Linked DNA regions of Mus musculus: all the other regions are linked to region 2. The links are chromatin contacts, called in public Hi-C and promoter capture Hi-C maps. All regions are on one chromosome and are shown on one strand. The core of a region is the stretch at or near the end of the contact, and the rest is flanking DNA. Distances in the headings are between cores, read along the strand shown. Region 1 holds the start of Rhpn1 (rhophilin, Rho GTPase binding protein 1). Region 2 holds the start of Ly6f (lymphocyte antigen 6 complex, locus F). Region 3 has its middle 23 kb from the start of Ly6h.

Evidence for each region. Promoter capture Hi-C pulls out the DNA fragments that hold promoters and counts their contacts. Hi-C and Micro-C count contacts between places; a contact is called where the count stands out from the background.
Region 1: a promoter capture Hi-C map of liver shows a contact between it and region 2, with 4 times the contacts expected there. The contact joins the promoter of Rhpn1 here to the promoter of Ly6f in region 2. A contact is called at or near these places in 7 of 39 promoter capture datasets (the 3T3-L1 cell line, 3T3-L1-derived adipocytes, embryonic stem cells and 3 more), 1 of 115 datasets of contacts at active chromatin or transcription factors (pancreatic cancer cells) and 1 of 9 other capture datasets (adipose tissue).
Region 3: a Hi-C map of myocytes shows a contact between it and region 2, with 2.5 times the contacts expected there. The contact joins the enhancer-like site here to the promoter of Ly6f in region 2. A contact is called at or near these places in 3 of 39 promoter capture datasets (the 3T3-L1 cell line, liver and second pharyngeal arch cranial neural crest), 1 of 15 datasets of contacts at CTCF or cohesin (pro-B cells) and 2 of 484 Hi-C or Micro-C datasets (embryonic stem cells and myocytes).

Annotation. Positions count from the first base shown.
Region 1 is chr15:75,702,989-75,707,025 of GRCm38.p6, forward strand. Rhpn1 (rhophilin, Rho GTPase binding protein 1) reads left to right here and starts at 1,300. Exons shown (of 15, transcript NM_001163465.1): 1 at 1,300-1,486. The coding sequence starts at 1,406.
Region 2 is chr15:75,265,678-75,269,843 of GRCm38.p6, forward strand. It overlaps Ly6f (lymphocyte antigen 6 complex, locus F), which reads left to right and starts at 2,744. Exons shown (of 4, transcript NM_008530.2): 1 at 2,744-2,803; 2 at 3,025-3,122; 3 at 4,103-4,166. The coding sequence starts at 3,053.
Region 3 is chr15:75,541,583-75,545,812 of GRCm38.p6, forward strand. No RefSeq gene overlaps it. Among named protein-coding and RNA genes, the nearest start is that of Ly6h, 23 kb to the right of the region's middle. Within about 2 kb of position 2,654, at least 14 of the 459 cell types and tissues checked have an H3K27ac peak or open chromatin away from gene starts, as enhancers often do. A contact at or near this core is called in myocytes, where this site is marked.

The sequences.
Region 1 (4,037 bases), core at 50-2,549, 440 kb after region 2:
CAGTCTAAGCACACAGGATTCTGAAGACACAGAAGTCTGAATTCAGGGGTGCCTATGCAGGAGGGTGACAGCTGTGCTAGGTGACAGCACATGTGGTCTCTGTTTAGTTCTAAGGTGATGACCACACCTAGGCAGCATAAGAGCCCGGAGATGGAGGAGGCTGCTCATGAGGATGTCAGTGGAGGAAGAAGTGAAATTAGGTGACACTCCACAGGAAGATACTAGAGGAAAGAAAAGGAAAGAAAGGAGGGGAGGGGAGGGGAGGGGAGGGGAGGGGAGGGGAGGGGAGGGGAGGGGAGGGGAGGGGAGGGGAGGGGAGGGGAGGGGAGGGGAGGGGACAATGCTGCCCTGGGATCAAAAATGCCAGGAAGTTTGGAGAGGCTAGCGGGGCAGATGAGAGAAGCATTTCTGGCGGGGGCCCACTGTCCAGGGACATCCAAGAGCTTAGCCGAGCAAATTTAGATCTGGGGATGACAGAGCCAGGTGTGTGTGAGGGGGATGGGGCGTAGAGACTGAGTCGCTGACTCAGTCAGGGCAAGCAGTGACCAGGGTGGCGGGCAGCGTGGAGGAGGCTGACCTTTGGAGCAGCTTGACAAAGGGCTAGCCACTCATTTCTAGGCTGTGTTCTCAGCTCATCTAGTGTGAGCCAGCCCACATGAATTTGAGAAGTGCTTCGGAGTAAGCCCTGCAAGGAGCTCGAGTTCTGGAAAAAGTCCAATTCTTAAAACCAATTCGGGTTCTGGAAGGCGATCCGGTTCTGGAAGCACAAGGAGGTCAAGGAGAATGTAGGCTCTGGAAACAAAATGCATAACCAGGTCCCGGAGGCGAGGTTTCTGGGGGCGGTTCTGGAAGCAAGGGGACCGCAGCGGCGCTTTGCCTCTTAGTGCCGGGAAGAAAGCAGGCATTGTTTTAGAATCAGCACAAGCACTTGTCTCTAACAAACCGTTTAAAAAACCCCATTGTAAACATTTTTGGAGCAATCCTGGAGGGTCCCGTTGCCGGGGTGACGAGATAAAGCCTTGAAGTCCCTGCAGAGGCTGCAGCGGCTCTTGGTCGCCGCCCCCAGTTCTGCTTGTCTTTTCCTAACTTTCTCCGCACGCCTAACACCTAGCGTTGCGCATGCGTACCCTGATCGGCGAGCGGCCCTGGTTGCTAAGAGTTACCAGATCCCTTACCTGGAGCCCGCCTTTCTCTCACTCTGGTTGGTAGTAGTTTCTATCCATCGGAGTAGCCCTCACCTCTGATTGGACAACATCAAGTTTTGCAGGCGGGGCCCGCGCTCTGCCGCACCGGTCAGTCGGACCCTCCAGGAGGGGGACAGTCGGAGCAGCGCGGCTGATCCTCCCTGGAGCGCGAGGGGCCTGCTGCTCGCAGCCTCTCGGAGTCAGCGTCCGAGCGAGCAGCGATGATCCTTGAGGAGAGGCCAGATGGCCAGGGCACTGGCGAGGAAAGCTCTCGGCCGCAGGACGACGGCAGCATCCGCAAGGTGGGGGCTGAGCAGGGATATGGGTCTTCAGCCTCCTGCCCCGCGCTGTGCAGTGCGGCCTTCCCGGCCTTTCCTTCCTGGGACCCGCTCCCCTGAATGCCAGGTGGGGATACTGAGGTCCCAAGGAGAGACCAGAGCCGGTGTTCCAGCCCGATGGGAGTAACACTGGAGCAGTCACGGTCTAGATGGTTCCCCTGAAGCTAGAGAACCCCTTGGGTCTCAGAACCAAGAAGTTGGTTCTGATGGGTGACAACCCCCACTCCCTCACCTCCACAAGCAAGCACGTGTTTTTTTCTGACGTCTAGAAAGCCTCCTTCTCTAACAGTGTCTTCTGCGTGCCCCGCTGTAGGAGTCAGTGTCCATTAGTGGTTAGATTGTGACAGCAGACAGCAAAAACCTTCGGAACTTCACGGGGAAGCCTGACTACTTTTCCCCAACATACATCCCCTCCAAAGCTCCTGAGTCTGGAGATGAGGGTGCCTGGGCTTCCAGGAACACAGGGGTGAAGTGGAAACTAGTTTGCTCTTTGCCTAAGGGATATTATGTTAACCTTCTCTGCTTCTCCGGTCTGGGTATTTCCTAGGGGTCAGTGAGTGTTTGGGTTTCTTAGTATGTGTGTAGGCTCTGGGGTACTCCTGCCCATCCCCAGGGGCTGCTAAGCAGAAGCTGCTGTCACAACACTCCCGGGTGTTCCCATGGCTCTTTGCCCACCTTCCTTCCTGGTGTCAGATTGTACTTTGTTGCTGGCTGATTCTATCCAGTGTGTGTGTGTGTGTGTGTGTGTATCAGGTCTCCTGGAGGAGAGGGAGGAGAGGGAGAGGAAGAGGAAGAGAGGAAGGCACTGGGACTTGGACAGAACCCTCAAGGGCTCCATCCTAACCAGGCATGCCTGATACCACAGTGACTAGCTCAAACTGGGGAGGGGTTAGATTGGAGAGAGGGAAGGAGGGAGGGAGGGAGACGGAGTCAGCCTGCAACATGTTCTCCAGGAACTCTTCTTCCTAGGGTGGCCATGCCTTTCAGGTGCCCTGTGGAGGAAGTGCATGTTGCATTGGTCAGCCTCCCTGTGGATAGTGTGGGACTCCCCCACCCTGAGCTGACTCAGTAAGAGAAGCCTGGGAAGGCTTAGGATTGCTCTGTTCCTTCTTTCTATTCCCAGGCCTGTGTGGGGATAACTGTGTCCCCCCGCCCCCCACCTTTTGCTAATCCTTGAGGACCAGCCCAGTACAGGTCACTGGGTCTTTGAGTGGGAGGTTTTGTTTCTCTGACCCCCATGCCTTTCCTCCCTGGTCGTGGCCAGGCCCTGTTCTGGTTTGGCCACTGCTGCTGCGATGTCTGTACTGATGGCAAGTTCTCCCAGAGTTAGACAAGAGTAGCCACCATGGAGGTCAGCCATGGTTAGACGGCCTTTGTTTCCAGAGGGTGGGGAGATCATACCGGGATAGAGAGAGATGGTTACTTAGCACCTGTGCCCTCCCTGCTGAGCACTTCCTTCAGCCCAGTGTGGAAAACTGGGTGTGGGCTATCAGCTTCCAGAATCCATCCAGCCCAGCTTATCTTGCCTTTCCACCAAAACAGGTTAGGAAGCTGGCTTGGCCTCCATAAGTGAACCAAGGTTAAAAAGGGCAAGAACAGGCCCAGGGTCTGGGGCTGGTGAAACCTCAGAGTGGCTAGCTGCTGCAGCTCCCTAGCAGGTGGGGGAGGGACTGAGGCTATCGGCCATAAATAAGCTTAGAACCTTGTAGTAGGGTCTTGGGGAAAAGATGTGTGCCGTTTTCTTAGTAGCTTTGAAGACAGGAGACTGTTGTGGCCTCAAGTTTCCCTCCTGCACAGGCAGGGGTGGGTCCTGAGAAGGAGACAGTACAATGTGGCTCCACTCTATCCCTATGCTATCTTGTGCCAGCTATCCAGAAAGCGAGTCACCTATCTGTAGTCACCCAAGGATGACTTAATGGCCTCCTTCTTTCAGAGTGAGCCCAGGTGCCACTTCTGTGGGCGCTCTTCAGTGACATGAAAGCTGGCTTCATGGTAACCCTGGGGCCACAGTCTAAGTGATTGCCTCCAGGAGCTCCATCCATGCCAAGGCGAAAGCGTCGCTTTAACCCATGCAAGATGCTGAGGCTGTCCTTTGCATGACAGTAAGCCACACTTTGAATGCATGGCCAGGATCAGCTCTGCCAGGATTTACACACACACACACACACACACACACACACACACACACACCCCACTCTGTGTCACTTGGACTAGAGCCTTTCAGTTTCTGTGACCTCCTCCCTCATATGTGATCACTAGTGAGGGTGTTCCCCAGGGAAAAGAGCCATCAGCAAAATCTTTACCACGAAGTCTTAAACCGGCGGGTTAACCTGGGCAGGGCAAAAATGCTGCGCTGCGTGGCTTGGAGGACCTCAGGCTTTGTGCAGCACCACCAATTCCCCACGCCTTGGCAGCTCTGGGAGGAAGCCCTGTAGGCCGTGGCCGAGCCTGTAGTTGGAGAGAGGGGACATCACAGATGACGCAGGCCACTGATCTCACATTACCCAGGAGGAGC
Region 2 (4,166 bases), core at 1,494-3,993:
TACCTGGATGTTGCCAGATAACTGTGGGACAGAGCCTAGAAGAAATGCTAACACTTCTCTTATCCTTGGACAGCACTCCTAGAGCACTGCAGGAGTGGGGCTGGTCCCTACCCAAATCAGGCTTGGGCCTACTCAACTTCACAGAGACAAAAGCCAAGTCATGATAAAGCCAGTTAGGCTTCTATTTCCCCACCAGAGAACTGTCTTCTTAGAAATCATGTGATTGGCAGTCTACCTGATACACTTGGAAGGTCCCTGCCCCCAGTGTGGCACCTCCTAAACCATTCCTTTCCTCCTGTGCCCCTGACTCAAGTACTCTGTTGCCCTCTCCCTTAAGAGTTAATTTAAGTGGTCTGTCAGTAATTTGGGCAGGAGTCCACCACTAGGGGAAGCTATTTCCCCAAGAGTGGTGCTGGGTGGAAAGATGAAGATTCATGAGAACACCAAGTTTAAGGCTTTTAGAAAAACAGTGATCTGCACTCTGGTTATATGGCCATTTCTTCCAAAGAAAAGGTGATGGTCCCATTGCCATTTTAGATAGGAATAATGTTGGCCCAGGAGCCCCAGCAATGGAGTCTGAAGAGTGAAACAGCAACAGGTTTGTGATACTGGACAGAAATCTCTATACTCAGAAGGAAGTACTGTCACTTGAAGTTACAGCCATTAGCCTTCCTGCTCTTCTCCAGCCACAAGTAGTCCCAGAAGATGCTAGGCTATAGAGGAAACAGAAGATTAACTGAATCGGGGACTTGATGACACTGCTTACATGATGGGGTGAGACTTAGTTGTGACTTAGCTGCTCAGAAATTATGCATATTCCTGTAAGTGACCTCCCCCATCCTCTGTAAAAAAGTCCCATAAACTCATTGGATGGTGAAATTGAGAGGGACTGTCTCTTGGATCTTTCACTGATGCCCTGTTTGTTTGCAGGGGTTTGCTGTCTGCTTTTTTTTTTTTTTCACATACACTTGTTCATACATGAGCCAATGCCTAGGTCCACAAATGAAGGAATTAGAGAGAAAACATTTCTTGCTTGCTCTCTTCCTCCTACCACTGTGCTGGATTATACAATGTTGGTGGCAAATGTGGATTATAGGTTAACAGGGAAGATATTTTGTAATAGTGTAGGATAGAGGCCCTGGAGTGTAACAGAATATTAACAGAACCATTGTGTCATGAATTCCTGAGGTTGGCACAAAGGCTTTGATCAGTCTTTGGGTTTGGTTTTTAGTCCTGGAAAGGTTGATTCCCCACTGCTCCTTGAGAATTCTGACTTCAGCCTACAGAGTCTCTCTTTCTTTCGATTAATCATCCTGCATAACCTAGAACTTTGACACTGGAGTTGGATATACATGTAGAACCAACTAGAGATGCTAGAAAGACTGAGATACTTTGGTCTGCCCTGTGGTTTACATCAGGAGAATCTGCTTGATGTTCTCTGAGCCTCTGGCTTCCTTCCCTTTGCAGCCTTGCCTGCTTAAGTGGATGTGCTCACCTTCACTGATGCTGTGGTCCATTTTCTGACTCATTGTCCTCTGAGCATACCTGTTCATTTACTGTGGCATCATCTCAGGATGATTTCCAGCTCAGGTCTCATTCGGTGCCTAGCCTTCCTACTCTAACCTGTATCAGTGCCTTGTAGACACTTACATGGGCTACTTACTGTGCTCTCAGCTCCACTAGGTTAGGAAACTCAGACTCTGGCTTGCTGTGGAGGCCCTGCTGCTCATCCCAAGGCTGGGCCACAGATGCCATCAATATTTGGCTAATTAGTAAGGTTTGAGTTATTACAATACCATGCCACATGGTAGTGACATAAAGGCCAAGGAAACTTATGTCCTTTTTGGGACACATTGGACTAGGACCTCATAGGTGAGGAGACAGGGCACATACAAACTGGAGGAGGAAGAAATAGCATGTGGCTTCTTCATGGTGGCTTCTGGGCAGCAGGGACACTGGGGTCATCCACCCTCTGCAAAAAAAAGCCTTGTGCCATGAAAAGAACTGCCTTGACTCTAGCTACCAGATGCTAATAGCACCTGCAGCCCCTTATATCACCCAAACATATCAGACACTGCTTAGTAACTTCCATCCCAGTTGTCAGTAAATTCTTTGCTCAGGACTTGCACTTTTTGAATATAAGACCCTGTAGAGCCAGTCGCCAGGTATTTGTCAGTTGTTTGCCTGCTTATAAAAAGGAGGGCCCTGGGCTCTGAGCCACTGCAACTCATACCCTCTAATTTGAAACAAGAAAAAGTCTGGTGGTGGTGGCAAAAAACACAAGCTACAGCACTTGCCTTTGAAAGTATTGGTTGTAGCCAGCCTGGTATACAGAGCAAGTCCCCCGGACAGCCAAAGTTACACAGAGCAAATATGCCTCGAAAAACAAAAACAAAAACAAAAGATGAAGGGAAACAAACAAACAAAAAAACTAGGAAAAGGCTGAGCAAGTTGCCTCTTTCCTTTGCTTTCTGAGGGCAAGCACAAGCCAACTGTGGCCCCTCCATCTCTGCTCTCTTATTCCTACAGCACCATTGTCTCTCCCCAACTGAGTGGTCCTCCCTCCTCAACAGCTATAAATCTTGCTGACCAGATCACCAACAAACCTTGCTAAATCTTAACCAATAAACATGTTGGCCTGGAGGAAGTAAGTATAGAAACCCCTCCCTCTTCAGGATGTCAGCTGGGAGGAGCTAAAGGAAATTAAAGTACTTACTTCAGTGCACATCTGACAGATCTTACCACTGTGCCTGCAACCTGGTCAGAGAGGAAGTAAGGACTGGTGTCAGGAGGGAGCTGCTAGGTGACAAAGGGAAGAGCCCTCAGGATAGGGCTGGGGTTGGGAGTGTGAGATTAGGAAGGAAAAGCTGGGTGGGTGGTGGATGAGAGAAATAGGCAGACATGTATTCCTTGGGGAAAGCTGGGGGGGGGGGGAGTGTTGGAGGGTGGGAAGAGTGGATGCTTGAGCCCTGTGAGAGCCCAGGGATGTGAATGATGATCTAATAACTGGCTTCAACTTCCAAGGTTTGATCTGTGCAGCCCTTCTCCAAGGATGGACAGTTGTCACACTACAAAGTCCTGTGTACTCATCCTTCTTGTGGTCCTATTGTGTGCAGAAAGAGGTGAGGTGGAAAATGAGAGATGGCCAGGAGGGTAAAATGGAGATGGCAAACTGCCTCAGGGTTGTGGTTACACCTGCACCTCCATTGTGTGCTCAGTGCCCAAGGTGTGCTGGTGTCAGGGGATTGGGAATCGGCTTGTGATGGGTGAAGCCTCATGTGTTGTGTGCTTTACTGGGTCTGTAACCCTGCCAGCGCCTGCCTTGCAACCATCACTACATACCAGAAAGACGTTTCAATGTTACTACCTGTGCCACAAACCCTGACCACCAGAGCAGCCTGTCCTTTAGACTCTAACCCTGCTGCCCTGGTCTACCAAGCAGGCCTCTGGCCTGGGTGCACACAAACTGGTAGAGGCTTCTTTTTCTGGCCTGAAGGCCAAGCCAAGGGTTTGGAATCCTCAAATCTTGGCATTTTACTTTTCCTTATGCCCAGCACATGCCACACGAGGCCCAAATGCTAGAACATCTCTATTCTAAGAAGTCTGAGCTTTCAGATACCCCTATACTTCTAGTTACATGTGTATTGCAGGAAACCTCATGGTGAGTCTGACCTTTGAGCTGGACTCTGGGACATTCAGTGCTTTGTCATGCTTCAATATACAGGGGCCAGCTCTGCAGGTGTAGGGTGGGACAGGTCAGAAAAGCCTTCCCTATCTGATGGCCCCACTACCTATTACACACCCACTCATTTCTTGAGCAGACATTTTGTATCTTTGTTTTCCCAATATGGTGATTGCCCCTCTAATTCCCCTTGGGGTGCAGGTCTCTGCTGTGGGTTTGGCTAGCTGAGGCAGCAGGGCCGAGCATACTTGAACAATGGAGGGTCATGGTTCACTTTTGCTTTTGGCAGAGGTGACTGGGCAGTAATATCCTTGCTCTGTCCTAGCACCCAGCAGCTGTGTGGAAGTAAAGACATTGGAGAGAAGGGTTCTGTTCTAGGAAGGGCATGAACTAGCCCTCATATATTGGCTTTTTTCTCAGCTCAGGGGCTGGAGTGCTATAACTGCCTGGGAGTTTCACTTGGAATTGCCTGCAAATCAATTAC
Region 3 (4,230 bases), core at 1,404-3,903, 280 kb after region 2:
AGTTTTTTTTAAGTCACAGATTGAAGCTGCTTTAAGCAAGCCGGTTGCAGTTCACTACCATCAACTGGATTTCTGAGACTCAGACGAAGAAGATCTTCCTCCCACCGATGCAGAAAGAGCAACTGCTGGTCTCCAGTTTTCCACCCTTGCTGCAAATGCAGGGTCCCCTTGGTTCCTCAGACCATGGAGACAATAGAGATGAGGAAGGGTGATCTCCAGCTCCTAATATAGTCAAGAGCCACAAATTGTGGTGTTACAATTGGCATAATTCTTGTAGAGGCCTTGCTAAGTCTGAGGTTGACAATTCTCCTTTAGGAGCTGCACAGGACTCAGAACTGTGCATGGTGGTTCGTGATAATACGAATCCAGTATGGGTACCAGCACTGCAGGGGAAGGTCAAACAAGACCATTTCTGGGTTCCCTGAGAGACACACCCGGTTTGCACAGAGGTTGGTATCTAGTTCCAGTTACAACCAAAGAAGCTTTCTAAGGCTCTGCCTCCCCTCCCCAAAAGATACCAAGAGCCATAAGTGTGGGTCGTGACAACACCCACGGGAGGAATCGGATCAATGCTCCCCTAGCCATGGTTAATACCCGCTCATCCAAGGATGAGAAGATCATTTGATCACCTTAGTTAAGTGTGGCCTTATTAAATTTAATTCAAAAGGGGGAGATGTTAGAGACCATATCATGAGAAAGCAAGCCTTTCACAGTCTCCCACCCTAACAAGCCAAATGGCCTTGTGATAAGGAGCCATCATCACCTCCTCCTCCTTGTTCTCTTCCTGGCACCTGAGGCTGTAAAAAGCTGAATTATAGTCCCCTCTTCCTTATCTCTTCCTGACTCCCAAGACTTCCAAGGACATGAGTTACATGCTGAGCCCAGCCTGACGCCCAAGGCTGTTAAGGAGGATCACATTCTGGAGATAAGACACAGAGTGCCCGCCGCCTGGAGCCTGAATTCGGCCTTCATGTCCCCAGATGCCCACTTCTTTGTTCTTTGTTAATTCCCCCTCAACCCCTCCCTATTCTCCTTGCTGTATGCTTAAAACCCGGCGTTTCAGCCTAATAAACTGAGACCTTGATAGGACCCCCTTCTTGGTCTCTGAATCTCCTTTCTCTCCCTCCCATTTTCTCCCAGGTTTGCGGTCCCCCTCACACCCATGAATAACTAGGTCCTGCTGGATGAGACAGAGAAGAAAAGCCATTATCCATGATGGGTACACCCTCCATTGCTTTTTCAGTCCTTGCTCATGCTGTCTAACTAAGCCCAATAAATTCATTGGTTCTTTAGAAGAACTTCGGTGGACTCAAACTTTGGTTTGTTATGGAGACCTTAGAAGGTGGGTGGTAGATATTTCCAAAATCTTCCTGCCCCCAGGGCAAAAATTGTGGAGCCAGCAGGGAATCTCTCTTAAAAAAAAAAAAATATATATATATATATATGTATATATATTATTTGTAAGTACACTGTAGCTGTCTTCAGACACTCCTGAAAGGGGCATAAGATCATTTTAGGGATGGTTGTGAGACACCATATGGTTGCCTGGATTTGAACTCATGACCTTCAGAAGAGTAGTTGGTGCTCTTACCCGCTGAGCAATCTCACCAGCCCAGAGAATCTCTTTAAGATGTCTTTTAGTTAGTTATGTTTATTTTTAATATATATATGTGTATGTATGTATGTATGTATGTATGTATGTATGTATGTGAGTACTCTGTCTGCATGTACACCTACATGCCAGAAGAGGGAATCAGATCACTCTATAAATAGTTATGAGCCACCATATCGTTAATGGAATTGAACTCATGACCTCTGGAAGAACAGACAACACTCTTAACCACTAAGCCATCTCTCCAGACCCCAGATATGTTCATTTTTGTATTGATGAGTTTACCAGGTTTCACCATCCTTTAATGATAAGTTCACTGAGTCATTTGTTTTCTTACTGTTCAGGATGCCTCAAACTATGTCATTGAGTATGACCTTGGACATCTGATCCTTCTGCCTCCAATTACCAGTTGCTGGAATCATGGCCACTTAGGTAATGGGGATGCTGCCCAAGACCTTGGATAAGCTAGGCGAGCCTTCCACTCGCCATCCACATGCCCAGCCCCTCCCTTAATGTCTTTTAGTTAATGTTGTGCTCTTTGGAGCAGAACAAACTATTTATACTCCTATACTATTTAATATTTTATTTTTGCATTTAAGTCCCTGGTATAACACAGTAGACAATAGATAGTTGATAACAGATTTTCTCTCTCTCTCTCTCTCTCTCTCTCTCTCTCTCTCTCTCTCTCTCTCTCTCTCCCTCCCTCCCTCCCCCCCTCCCTCTCTCTGGATCTCTTAATGTAACTCTGGCTCCTCTGGAACAATCTGCAGACCAGGCTGACCTCTAACTCTGCCACATGCCTCTGCTTCCTGAGTGCTGAGATCAAAGGCGTGCACTGCCATACCTGGCTTCTTTCCTTCTTCTAAAATAATGTATTGTTCAGTAGAGCTTATTAGAGTCAACATAAGATCTTTTCTTTCTCCCTTTTCACTAACAGATGCACTTCCAGCTCTTCTCTGTCAGTTCCAAATGGCCAGTGCTGCTACTCCCTTGCTCTGGACCATTATAAACTGAACAAGGTCGCGTAGCCAAGCTTTGTGGTCCTGCAACAGCCAAGCTGAGAATCATGAAGGTTATGAGCTAGCTGTGAACTTCACTCACAGCCTAGTGTCAATGACATCATCACACTCCCCCCACATTCTGAAAGTATGAGTGACTCACTTCTGGAACTTTCCAATTAATCTCAAACAGCTGTTTCCCGGCCACAGTTGCAGAAAGCACCATTGTTGATGAGTGAGCTCCTGCCATTGCCTGTCCTTTTGGTGGAAAGGAGCCTATAATTCAGGAGTTAGTAAATTTGGAGAGGCCTCAACATTCTGTCATTCACTGGAAGCAGGATGTGGCCAGATGTTGCCAGAGGTGCAATTTACCAATCCCTTCTGCACCCCACAAATGGTGGTGATATTTTAATTTTTCCCATTCCAGCTTCTATGTCTTTGTGTTCATGGTCTCCTTAAAAACGTAAATACATATTTCTTTGTGTGTACACATGTTGTAGCATGTGTGGGGGTGAGGGACAACTTGTGTGAGTCAGGTCTCTCCATGTGTGGGTCTCAGGGATCAAACTCAGGTCATCAAGCTTGGCAGCAAGTGCCTTTGGCCTGCTGAGCCATCTCGCCAGCCTGCTTTTGTGTTCTTATTTTGTAATAGCATCCTACTTAATTGCTGAATGAAATGGCATCAGTATGTTTGCAGGGCTCCAGTATGTTTGTAAAGGGAGGCCCATCTATGGATTTTTCAGATGTCTGGGCAAGCTTAAGAGAAGGTCTTGCTATCGTTTGTCTACTCGCTTAGTCATGTTTGGAGAGAGTTCATGTAATCCACTCTGGCACCCAACACTGAGCCTTGAACCCCCAATCTTCTTACCTATCTCCCAAAAGCGATGAGATTGTTGCAAAGTGCCACTACACTAATTCTCATTTGTAAGAAGTTTTTTTGTATAAGTTAATGTTAACATGCTTGTTTGTTTTTAAGGTGGATGATAGCATTTCTCTTCATGTTTAAATCATTTCTATTTCTTTTGTATATGAGCGCGCATGTGGGTGCACACACACACACTGTGGCACACACGAGGAGGTCGGAGAAAAACTTCATGGAGTCTGTTCTCTTTCCTTGTGTGGATCTGAGGGCTGAACCCAGGTCATTATTCTTGGCAGCAGCTGAGCCATCTCACTGGCCCTCTTAGTTAGTCTTTGGTCTCACTAAACTAGCCTGGTATTCTCTATATAGCCCAAGATGGCCTCAAGCTCATGGTGACCCTCCTGCTGAAGCCTCCCAAATGCTAAGATTACAGGTATTTGCTTCCAAGCTGAGCCTGGTATTAGCTTCAGAGGTGCTTTCAGCTAGCATGTTTCTCTCCTAATCGATTGCCAGGGTGTCACTCACTCACCACTACCTTTTCTTCATTCACATCCTTCTCGTGTTTCTGGATTAGGCCTTGGTCACATACTACTTCTTACACATCATCTTAAAAGTTGGTTTGTAATACCTAATAAAAAAATAATTAAAAAAAAAGTTGGTTTGTCTGCAGTTGTTCTTGCATTTTTGAGAGTGTGAGAGCCACCCCTTTCATGCCCATGAGCCAGAGCGGGGCCAGTGTCCTGTGAACCAGAGTGCAT